Regions from separate parts of the Mus musculus genome. Here all the other regions are linked to region 1. The links are chromatin contacts, called in public HiChIP or PLAC-seq and promoter capture Hi-C maps. All regions are on one chromosome and are shown on one strand. The core of a region is the stretch at or near the end of the contact, and the rest is flanking DNA. Distances in the headings are between cores, read along the strand shown. Region 1 has its middle 15 kb from the start of Gm41974. Region 2 has its middle 51 kb from the start of Zfp648. Region 3 overlaps Gm46165 (a long non-coding RNA gene). Region 4 holds the start of Dhx9 (DEAH (Asp-Glu-Ala-His) box polypeptide 9).

Evidence for each region. Promoter capture Hi-C pulls out the DNA fragments that hold promoters and counts their contacts. HiChIP or PLAC-seq counts read pairs in DNA pulled down with a chosen protein or histone mark.
Region 2: an HNF4G HiChIP or PLAC-seq map of pancreatic cancer cells shows a contact between it and region 1. The contact joins two enhancer-like sites. A contact is called at or near these places in 1 of 115 datasets of contacts at active chromatin or transcription factors (pancreatic cancer cells) and 1 of 9 other capture datasets (embryonic stem cells).
Region 3: a contact with region 1 is called in an HNF4G HiChIP or PLAC-seq map of pancreatic cancer cells. The contact joins two enhancer-like sites. A contact is called at or near these places in 1 of 484 Hi-C or Micro-C datasets (embryonic stem cells) and 3 of 115 datasets of contacts at active chromatin or transcription factors (extraembryonic endoderm stem cells, microglia and pancreatic cancer cells).
Region 4: a promoter capture Hi-C map of liver shows a contact between it and region 1, with 2.5 times the contacts expected there. The contact joins the promoter of Dhx9 here to the enhancer-like site in region 1. A contact is called at or near these places in 3 of 39 promoter capture datasets (the C10 cell line, hippocampal neurons and liver), 7 of 115 datasets of contacts at active chromatin or transcription factors (bone marrow-derived macrophages, embryonic basal ganglia, embryonic limb bud and 4 more) and 1 of 9 other capture datasets (adipose tissue).

What each region holds. Positions count from the first base shown.
Region 1 is chr1:153,769,132-153,771,823 of GRCm38.p6, reverse strand. No RefSeq gene overlaps it. Among named protein-coding and RNA genes, the nearest start is that of Gm41974, 15 kb to the left of the region's middle. Within about 2 kb of position 1,318, at least 21 of the 459 cell types and tissues checked have an H3K27ac peak or open chromatin away from gene starts, as enhancers often do. A contact at or near this core is called in liver and pancreatic cancer cells, where this site is marked.
Region 2 is chr1:154,149,151-154,151,842 of GRCm38.p6, reverse strand. No RefSeq gene overlaps it. Among named protein-coding and RNA genes, the nearest start is that of Zfp648, 51 kb to the left of the region's middle. Within about 2 kb of position 1,317, at least 171 of the 459 cell types and tissues checked have an H3K27ac peak or open chromatin away from gene starts, as enhancers often do. A contact at or near this core is called in pancreatic cancer cells, where this site is marked.
Region 3 is chr1:154,111,351-154,114,042 of GRCm38.p6, reverse strand. It overlaps Gm46165 (a long non-coding RNA gene), which reads right to left. Exons shown (of 4, transcript XR_001779496.2): 3 at 1,707-1,751; 4 at 1,134-1,164. LOC108167736 (a long non-coding RNA gene) reads left to right here. Exons shown (of 4, transcript NR_168298.1): 2 at 1,714-1,847. Among named protein-coding and RNA genes, the nearest start is that of Gm46165, 49 kb to the right of the region's middle. Within about 2 kb of position 1,347, at least 44 of the 459 cell types and tissues checked have an H3K27ac peak or open chromatin away from gene starts, as enhancers often do. A contact at or near this core is called in pancreatic cancer cells, where this site is marked.
Region 4 is chr1:153,486,312-153,489,003 of GRCm38.p6, reverse strand. Dhx9 (DEAH (Asp-Glu-Ala-His) box polypeptide 9) reads left to right here and starts at 1,344. Exons shown (of 28, transcript NM_007842.2): 1 at 1,344-1,471.

The sequences.
Region 1 (2,692 bases), core at 69-2,568:
AAGCACTCATTCTCCCATCTGCAGCTGTAATCCTCCTCAGCTGCCTTTCTTTTCTTTCTTTAAAAAAAAAAAAAAAGATTTATTTTATGTATATGAGTACACTGTAGCTGTCTTCATACACACCAGAAGAGGGCGTCAGATCCCATTACAGATGGTTGTGAGCCACCATCATGTGCCTGCTGGGAATTGAACTCAGGAGCTCTGGAATAGCAATCAGTGCTCTAAACCACTGAGCCATCTCTCCAGAGCCCCCCCCCCCCCCCCGTTGCTTTTCTTAATCCTCAGATTTGTGCTGCTCAGGTCTGACACTCTCCTCTCAGAAGAGTGAAGGGAACACATTTGTATGTTAAACCCAGATGTGAGATACTTCCTACACTGTGAACTCAAGGAAAGTTGCCATGAGGCCTGGTCTTCTGCCTCCTCTCCTCTCCTCCCTGTGATCTTCCTAAAGTGTGAGTGTAATCACATCCATGCTAAAGACCCTTCTGGAATTCTCCCTGTTGCTCTCAGATGAAACCCAAAGTCTCTTTCACAGTATCAAAAGCCATAAAGGACCTGGCTCCTACCTCCATCATCTACCACACTAGTCTCCAGGCAGTCCAAACTGCTTCCATCATAAACCTTCTGCCTCAAAGGCACCCACCTTTTTCTACGCAGGCAATTTGACTACTCAATAATCATTTCTTGGCACAGAAATGATTATTTCTGGCATCATTAGCTGACTCACTCTTGGATCTCCAGCCAGCCTACCCCTCAACTCTTGATATGTTCCAAATGGCCTTTGCCCTTAACCATCTAGTAGGAAGATCACATTTAGCAATCCCCAGTGGATGTCCTGGTCTTTCCTCTACACCTACTCTTCCAACATCATTTCCATGCAGTTTTACCACAGTCCCCTTCCTCTCATCCCTCAGGCCAGAATGCCTATAACTGTCCCACACTCCTGCCGGCCTTTCCTCCACCAGCAAATCCTACTGATGCCTCCTTCCAAACACACCCATAGTATAACTGCTTGCAGTCACCATTTCTCTCATCCAGAGACAGCAAACAAACCCTCTACATGAACCAACTAACATCTCGAATGGACCTTTCTGTTTCCAGACCTGCCCGCTGCAGTCTGCTCGAAGTGAAGCAGAAGCCGGAGTCATCCCCTTACAGTTTCTATGTCGGGCTGCTCCCTGCCTACAGTCCTCCAAGAATTCATAGGTTCCAGTTTCCTTTCCTCCCTGCTGTGGGCCCCTCTTAGATATCCTCAGTGTTTGCTATTCCATGAGCAGGTCAGGTATGAACTTTGAACTTGCTCTTTGATCCCTTCGCTAATCTCTGTGTCTGATTCTCTTGCTTTCTTTGGGTGTTCAGTTAACTAATTCCCTATGCTGCAGCTCAGCTACCTGCCATATTAATTCTCACTTGCCCTGGCTACCCAACCCCTTTCTACTCTGATTACACTTTCTTCCTGCACAATATACCCACCTAGTAAACTGTATCTTTACTAGCATGTCTCTATACCATATCTTTACCACCTCTATCCCTGCCCCACACCTAGCCAGATTTTTCGAGGTCAGGGAGCAGAACCTGTGGTATATCTAGTATTTGTAAACCAAGGGCAGCATAGCCGTCTGTAGATGATTCATGATGTGTACTTTCTGGGCTACCCAGCCACTGAGGCCCACACATACCGGAAGCAAACCTTCCAGGGGGGTGAATCATTATCACTGGGTCTCTGTTTAAAAGAGCAAACAAAATACTAATTGCCTCAATGTTATATACCAGAAGGGGAGGGGGGAACAGTGTGGGACCGTGAAAGACAGCCTGTTTTGGTTGAATGAGGCTTGCTCTGGTGACCCAGTAGAGACCCAGTAGGACACTCTACAAGGGACAGAACAGTGAACCACGTTCCCAGAGACAGGTGCCTGACACCACAGAGCCACCAACTCCATAATTCGGTGACTATAAGTCACGCAGACAATGTCCTGAGCTTCTGGCATTCTGGCTAGACTCCACCCACACAGTTACCTGACTATAGCCAGGTATGCTCCTCCCCACAGCTATCCTGCAAAAGCAAGGTAGCCCAGCCCACTATAAAAGGAAAGGGGCCGCTTGGCCCCTCCTCTCTCTCTTTAAACTCTCACCTTTCTTACTCTCATCACTAGCCCTCCTTATCTCTCTCTCCCTTCCCCCCTCTCTCCACGTGGTCATGGCCCGCCCCTCTCTTTCTTTCTACCTTCTCTCTTTCTTCCTGTCTTTCTACAATAAAGCTCTAAAGCCATAGACTGTCTCTGCTCATCAAAGCCTGCCATGCTTGAATGATGGGATAGGCTTTTCCCCTAAGGAGCAGCATCTAACCTCCCGCTGGAAGGCCTGCCTGCGCTCTGGACCAAGGACTCTCGCCAGCGTGAGGAGCACCCAACATCCCCTCTCTCCCTGCCCTCTCCTCCCTTCAGCCCCAGGGCTGGCCAAGCCTCCCCCAGGGTCCCCATTTTGTTCTCAGCTCTTCTGCTGTGTCCATCACTGTCTGGGATGCCCGGGACTGAGAACCTATTATCTCTGGCTTCTGTGAGGCCCAAAGACCAAGGACTGCCCCTTGTCCACCCTCCGCGGGCTGGGTCCACAGCCAGACACCCACCTGGTGCTTCATGGAAAGTGTGTGGGCAGTCCTCCAAATCCACCTGCCCAGAGCACGGGAACTCTG
Region 2 (2,692 bases), core at 68-2,567, 380 kb before region 1:
TTCTCAGCAATGGAGACTCTCCTACTCACCCTTTCCAGGCTGGAACAGATGAAGGTGAATATGGTCAGCCATCAGCCAACGTCGGAATGGGACCCCTTAGAGCCTGTGCATTATAAAGTGATGCAGGAAAAAAAGGAGCTCAAGACAGTCCAGTTATGCAGCGAGGTTCAAGCTACAGCACAGGTCTTATGGCCTCTGATCAGAGTTAAACCCAACTCCAAGGTCCAAGTCCCAACATATGAGCCCAGACTCTGGGGTACCACCAGTTATGATCGCAAAAAGGAGAGTAATGAAAACCCGTGTCATCTAGGTTTGAATGCCTATGTCCTGCATAAACACCATCAACACTGGTGGGACTGGGAGCTGGTTTCAGATGCAATGGCAATACTTCTGGAAATGCTGAAAATAAAGGCTAAAAGGATGGCTTAGCATTTAAAATTCTTGCCATGCAAGCATGAAGATTGAAGTTTGGATTCCCAGAACCGGCACAAAGTCTGGATGAGGGTGGCCACCCCCCTGTTGTAATCCCAGTGATCAGAAATTGGAGACAGGGGTTCTCTGGAGCAAGGTGACTAGCCAGAGTAGTTACATGTGTGAGTTCTGGGTTCAACTGCAAGACTTTGTCTCGATATATAGAGTGGAGAGAAAGAGAAAGGTACCGGCTATCAACCTAGGGAAGCCACACTATGCAAAAACAAGTACATACTTGCATACATGAATACGTATGCTTAAAGAACGTGGGCACAGCTAATATTTCAGCTTGAATTTTCCTGTGTGCCTACTGCAGACATCTGCATTACAATAGAGAGAGAGAGAGAGAGAGAGAGAGAGAGAGAGAGACCTAAGAAACTGAAGTGCTGAGAAACCAACAAATTTAACCGAGTCATGGACATGCTGGAAGTAAAGTTCTTCGGCATCAAATTTGGTGCCTTTGGCTGTGGGGCATATCTAGGATCCCTAAATAAGTTTTTGGTTATCAGAGCAGATCGGTCAGTCCCTCTCCAGGCAGGAGGTCATCTGGGGGCTCCAGGAGTTCAGCTCTAGTGTCTAAACAGCCAAAGTGAATTATTCACTTAGGAGGCTGAAAAACAACCCCTGGGTTGTGAAACGAAGCTTTCCAGAGTTAAATGTCTTAGTCACTTGGAATCTGACCAAAGTCAACTCTTGGCCCTGACCCACCCATATGTCTGTGCTGGAAGGGAGCAGAGACAGGGAAACCCCAAAACAAATATGAAAATGGCTTGTCAGCGCAGGATGGGCAAAGTTCTCAAGGGGCAGGTGTGCTCCAGGTGAGGCAGGGTTTCTGGCAGCTTAGCTGATAAGCAGGTCACAGAAGGGCTGTCAGCAGCATTGTTTGGTTCCAGGCCTGAACGGGTCTGTGGCTTACATAACAGCTTGGCAGGCAGATGCAGCCAGGCAGAAGCGCACGGTTTTCCAGCAGCCCGTAATCATCTTTGATTCTCTGTCTGCTCAGCAGCTTCCATGTGCTGGGGGAGGCAGCTGTGCAGAGTGGGCAGGGCAGGATTCCAGCACACTGCAGTCTTCTGTCTCCTCTAGCAGAACAAACAGCCAGGGAATCATCAACCGCCACCCAGCAGGGCTGGGGCGGTCTGAGGGAGGAGCTGTTGTCAAGCCTGGTCCAGGCCTGTGGGCAGAGATTAGCCTACAGGTGAACACCAGAGCTGTCAGAAGTGTGTGTGTGTATTGGGGGAGGGGTGCCCTGACACCTGACACTCTTTGCCACCTTGTCTTGTCTGTGGGAACAGAGACATTCCCTCTTTTAAATACAGAGATCTCAGAATTCAATGTCATGTCCATCACAAAAGGCAATTGGGGAAGGGGCTCTATGTCTTACTAAATAATACTGCCTGCCTTCTCCTCTATACAGGTACCAGTCTGATCCTGCTGAGTCCTAGGCATGTGGTGGTGAGAAGGAGAACTTCAGACAGTGGTGCATCACTTGGCTGAAAACACAAATCTGCATCTCTCTCTCTCTCTTTCTCTCTTTCTCTCTTTCTCTCTTTCTCTCTCTCTCTCTCTCTCTCTCTCTCTCTCTCTCTCTCTCTCTCTCTCTCTCTCTTTCTCTCTCTCTCTCTCTCTCTCCCTCCCTCTGCCTTAATCCTAACTTGTTCTAGCTGACTAGCAGCAGCTGGTGTTCCTGTTAAAATGACTCCTACTCTCTACTGGCTGTAGATCTCACTCCCCCTGTGGTCTTCCACCTCAAATCTCCTCGGGCACTCACTCTGCTTGTCTGGTTCTTGAAGAACCAGGGATTGGGATGAAGTCCCTGCTCCATCTGAGTGGTACCCTTCTGGGAGTGATCCACCTACCCTGGTGAGTTAGTAGAAGCTAGGTAGTAACTATGAAAGAAATATGAAAGAGATACAGTTTCTATCAGCAGAAACAGGAAGGTCTTTGGATGGGGGCTCCATCCATTTATTCGTTCAACAGTTTCCCTCAGAGGTCTCGCCTTAGAGGTCAAACTAATGCTGGCGATTTTATCAGGAATGCAGCACTGGTCATAGGGCTTTCAGTCCTGGTACCGAGCGCTTCTGTTCTACATGTATTTAGATTAATGAATAATTGTGCACGCGAACTGTTGATCTTGGCAGTGCTGTGCAATTACCAAACACGCCCACACCCTCATCTATCTACTGACTGGACACACTTTGTTTTGCAAGTGATTTATGTG
Region 3 (2,692 bases), core at 98-2,597, 340 kb before region 1:
AGTACCTTAGGTACCACACTCAAAAACATGTGTTCTGGTGCCCCCATTCTTCTAAGCTGAGTTGTCTAGATTCTAGGAAGCCACGGGCTACAGGGCTGCAGATATAATGACAGCTCTGAGAAGAACCAGGGAAGAAACACTTCTGTGCGAAACACACGTGAGGTGATCAGACGTGATTTCTGCAAGTTGAGTGTGAGACTAAGCTGCTGAGGTGGAGGAAATGGCATTGACCGGCGTGGGGCTGACCTAACGGTGGAATGCAGAGGAACCATGAGCATCAAGCAGCTCGTGGGATGCCAGAACACCCCCTAACTTGTCTCTTTCATACATCCCTGCCTTCAGAGTGCCCCTCTCCTGGCCCTCCAATGGGCCATTGTCTCATCTTTTAATTTTCTGCTGCTTTGACCAATGGCCTTTGTATAACTTTCTACTTAGGCTTTGCCAGGCAAAGCCAAGCTCACGAACCAAGAGCACAGTTGTTTCAGCTCTGTGGTACTTAGCAAGCTGTCAGTCATAGATCTCTATATTGTTTGATCTAACCTGTACTGGCCGGTTTTGTATGTCAACTTGACACAGGCGGGAGTTATTACAGTGAAAGGAGCTTTAGTTGGGGAAGTGCCTCCATGAGATCCAGCTGTAGGGCATTTTTTCAATTAGTGATCAAGGGGGAAAGGCCCCTTTGTGGGTGGGACCATCTCTGGGCTGGTAGTCTTGGGTTCTATAAGAAAGCAAACTGAGCAAGCCAGGGGAAGCAAGCCAGTCAGGAATATCCCTCCATGGCCTCTGCATCAGCTCCTGCTTTCTGACCTGCTTGAGTTCCAGTCCTGACATCCTTTGGTGATAACAGCAGTGTGGAAGTGTAAGCTGAATAAACCCCTTCCTCGCCAACTTGCTTCTTGGTCATGATGTTTTGTCCAGAAATAGAAACTTTGAAATAAAACTAGGACAAAACATTCCATAATTTTTTAAAGTTTATTTATAATGCATATGACTGTTTTGCCTATGTGTATGTCTGTGTACCTCATTCACGTTGGGCCAGAAGAGGGTGTTGGATCCCCTGGGACTTGAGTTACAGCCATGTGAGCTGCCATGTGGTTGCTGGAAAATTAACGTGTGTCTTCTGGAAGAGCAGTCAGTGCTCTTAACCACCGAGTCATCTGGTCCCTGCAAATAAGTTGTTTAATGAGAAAAAGAAAACTTCATACTCTTTCCATGAAGACAGGAAAATTTGACTCTGTGTTCTAAGTTCAAATGGACGGGAGGAGTGATGTCTAATAAGGGCGGGTTGTCCACAGGAGCCAATGGCTCTGTCTGAGAGCCAGCTCTTTTCCTTAGTTAGCTGTTTGCCTAAAGGCTGGTTTTTCAGCTTCTGCATGTCCTGGTTCCTTGTTTGTGAAATACAGCTAGGAATGTCACAGCTCTCAGCATTGTTTTGATGACTGAATGAGTCAAATGGGAACACTTAGGTCAGTGCCTGGCACTTGGCTCTCTGAGTATTTGCTACAATAGTAATTAGTAGTCAGAGCATTAGAGTTAAGAGCACTTGTGGGTTTAAAATTTCGACTCAGTACAGTATAGTCAGAACAATAAAACAAAACAGAACAAAGAACCATTTCTCCCCTGTAGTATGTCGGTTACTAAAAATTAACTCTTCATCCCAGGGATGAACGTGGCTTTTGCTAACAGTCTCCCCTTTTCATACATACCCTCCAGAACTCGATCCTGGGATGTGCTGAGATCTCCACTGGTGCCTACAAAGAAACACAAATTCATCATATCACAGTTGCAGCTGGCTTACAAAACCAGAGATGCTGTTTCTCCATCTTCTAAGGACCCCTATGCTCAAGGTGATTTGGTACTGGTTATTCTGATGAGTTTATAGCGATGTATTAGTGGTAATGAGCAACATTTTCTTTTTTTGATATTTGGGTTTGGGTAAATGCTTGAGTAATTAAAGGGCATGTTTTGCTGGGTTCTGGGGGTTCATGCCCGCTACCCCCTGCTCAGCATGAATAATTTGCTATATGACAATAATGTATCTAATTCTGATAATAACACAGTAACTTGGGTCCTCTGTCTTCATCAGGCTGAGAACAACTGAGACTCCAAGGTCATGTGACTTAGGATTATACTACTAATTATAGGCTGGAGACTGAGTTCAGACATGCTCATCAATGCCTGGACCCTGCTTCCCAAGCTTCTCTGCGTCTGTGGGAATTATTGAGACCCTGCCTTAGCTCTTGCCAAGACCTGTGGGTGCAGAGCAGGGGACAGGGTGGATTATTCTGCTCTTTGAAATGTCTATTGGGTCAAACCTATCTGGAAACTCAGAAGCCAAGCCAGGGAGTTTTGAACATGGGGGTTATAACAGTATGGTGGGTAGGGAGGCAGCCAATCGTCCAGCATCTGGAATGAAGCCACACCACACTCTTCCCTGTGCCCCCAGCCCTCAGGCTTGGAAGAGCTCCCTGCCCCACTCCCTCCCTTCCTCCCTTCCTTCCTCTGTCCCCTCCACTAATGAATGCTATCACCTCTCCTGCCTCCCTTCTTATACCAAAAATCTCATCTCCTCCTAGACCTATATACTATAGAAACAAAACAAACAAGCAACAATAAAACCCTAAATTAACACATAATAGGTCACCCAGGCAAGCATGAATAAATGTTGGAAGGTTTTTTGTTTTTTGGGTTT
Region 4 (2,692 bases), core at 95-2,594, 280 kb after region 1:
ACCCCTCAAAACAAGTATTAAACTCAAGAGTCTTCTCACTTGAAGCTAAACAAAACACAGGATTTTGAGATAATTGGGAGCATGCCTTTAATCCCAGCCTGAGGGGTGAGGGGTGGGGCAGAGGCAGACAGATCTCTGTGAGTCCCAGGACAGCCTGGTTTACAAATCCAGGATAGCCAGGGCTACACAAAGAAACCCTGTCTTGGAAAAAAAAAAAAAAAAAAAAAAAGAGTCCCTCGTCCCTCTCCCCAGCCAAAAGGTAAGTGGAGAAGTTGTGTCTTGAGCTAGGGTTTTCTTTTTGGTGGGGTAATGGGTTTTACTACAATGGGATTAATGGCATATACCACCACCCCTGGCAATAAACCAATAAGCCAGGGCTCTCTTTCTTGTCTTAGATTCATTTTACTTTATGTCTTATGGCCTGTAGGTCAGTGCACCATGGTTGTACCTGCTGGGTCCCCTGGAATGGAGGTTATGGTTGTGTGTGAGCCACTGTGTGATTGAGAACTGAATCCAAGCCTTCCACAAGAGCAACAAGTGCTTTTAACTTCTAAGGTTTTTGTTCCTTTGCTGTTTAGACAGGATCTCATTATGTTGCCCTGGCCTTCCTTAAACATAGACCAGACTGTTTTGAACTTACGGAGGTCTGTCAGTCTCTGTTTCCTGGGTGCTGTGACTGGAGGCAAGTGCCACCATGCTACACACTGCCTGCAGCATTTTATTTCTTTTCTTTTTTCTTTTTCTTTTGGTTTTTCGAGACAGGGTTTCTCTGTGTAGGCTTGGCTGTCCTGGAACTCACTTTGTAGACCAGGCTGGCCTCGAACTCAGAAATCTGCCTGCCTCTGCCTCCCAAGTGCTGGGATTAAAGGCATGCGCCACTACTGCCCGGCTGCCTGCAGCATTTTGATGAAGCAGAAATACTTCAGTCCTTGTATTTTAACATACAGCACCCATAAATACATTGCTTTGGCATATTTTAAAGTGGCTATTCTGATAAACTCTGAAAGGATTAATCCTGTAACACTGCCCTTACGTAAGATAAACTATCAAAAAGGAGATCCATGGTGGCATGTCTCTAAATTTTGCCTTCAGAGGTGGAGGCAAGTGGACTGCGTTAAGTGGTGGGCTAGCTTGCTCTACAAAGACAAAGGCAAGGAGACATAACTTCCAGAAACCAAGCTGGTTAGCGACTGACAGGAAATTATGGGCCTAGGCCAGCAGATCTCGCGCGACCTCAGGTTTGGCGCCCGGAAGTGGTTCAAGCCCCGCCCCCTCGGGGCGTGCTGGCTCCGGAGTTGGCCTACCGCGCAGGCGCGAGTCGCCGACTCCGCCCCCTGGGTCCTGCAGTCGGAGCCATTTCGCCGCTGCTTCCATGCGGGTGAGGTGTGTTCTTTCGCCGTTCTCGTGGAAGGTTGGCGCTGCGAACTCGCCTAAGAAGGCTGTGCTCTCGGGCACGGAAAAGCGGAGGAGGGTAAGAAAGGGGGCGTTGCGGCCCCGGACGCGGGCTCATTGCTGCGGGCCGACGCCGGCCTCCGCGGCTCAGCCGTGGCTTTGTTGTGAGGCGCGGGCGGGCGAGCGTGTGGGGGAGGGGCAGCGCGGCGGGTACCCGGATTTACGGGCCGTGGGCGCCTCGCGCAGCGGAGCTCCCGTGGCCCTAGGCCCTGGGGTTCCTTGCACAGACTGGCCGCTCTCGGAGGCCTCTTCCTCACTCGGCCTGACGGGCGGCGGGTGTCTGTAATCAGTTGCGTGTAGGGGTAGCGGCTCGACGCCACCCGGCGCGTGGTGGTGGGGGGTCGTCCGCGGTTCTAATCCGGGACACCCGGGCCCCGTGGGGGTGCCCGCTTTGGGGTCCGGGGCTTCGCTGCAGGTCCTCCCGCTCCGCACTGGTGACGGGGCATGGCTGGGTGGGGCGGGATGAGGAGCAGGTGGTAGGAAAATGAATGCATGATTTAGTAAGTGATGGCGGAATTACACCGCGCAACGGGATAGCCCCGCTGTAGATAACGGTCGAAAGGGAGGGCGCCTCAGTCTGAGGGGTGCACGAGCCTGAGTCTGGCTTTGAGGTGCACAGTGTATCCGCTCCAAAGGGCAATGAGAGATCAGTTACGCCTAAGGCCAGACCTTCCTGGAGGAAGGGAGGGCCGGCCACGTGACCTGAGGGTGCGAAAAGAGATGAAAGAATTTGTTTCCGGGTGGCAAGAATGAAAACACAAAATTGGGAGCCATGACTCTAGCCTTTCATTCCAGCACTGGGGTTTGGTGGTGGAAGGTATTGTTCGATCTCTTGAGTCCGGGGCTACTACACATAGAAATCTTGTCTCATAAAACAAAATTTGATTTATTCCGATATGTGTGTGTATACGAGTATACGTGTATACGTATCAGGTAGTGGTGGCAAGTGAGAGAGGAGCTGTAGAAAAACAAACGAGTAATAGTGGAGGCATTTCTGGAGCCAAAACAGCAGGGCAGATGTGACATGATGGAAAATTTGGCATCCATCTAGGCTCTCGACAAGAGGATAAGTTCTAGGTCTGTAAAAGAAGTTGTGGGGTTTTTGTTTGTTTTTTTGGTTTTTCGAGATAGGGTTTCCTCTGTATAGCTCCAGCTATCCTGGAACTCACTCTGTAGACCAGGCTGGCCTCGAACTCAAATCCGCCTGCCACTGCCTACCAAGTGCTGGGATTAAAGGTGT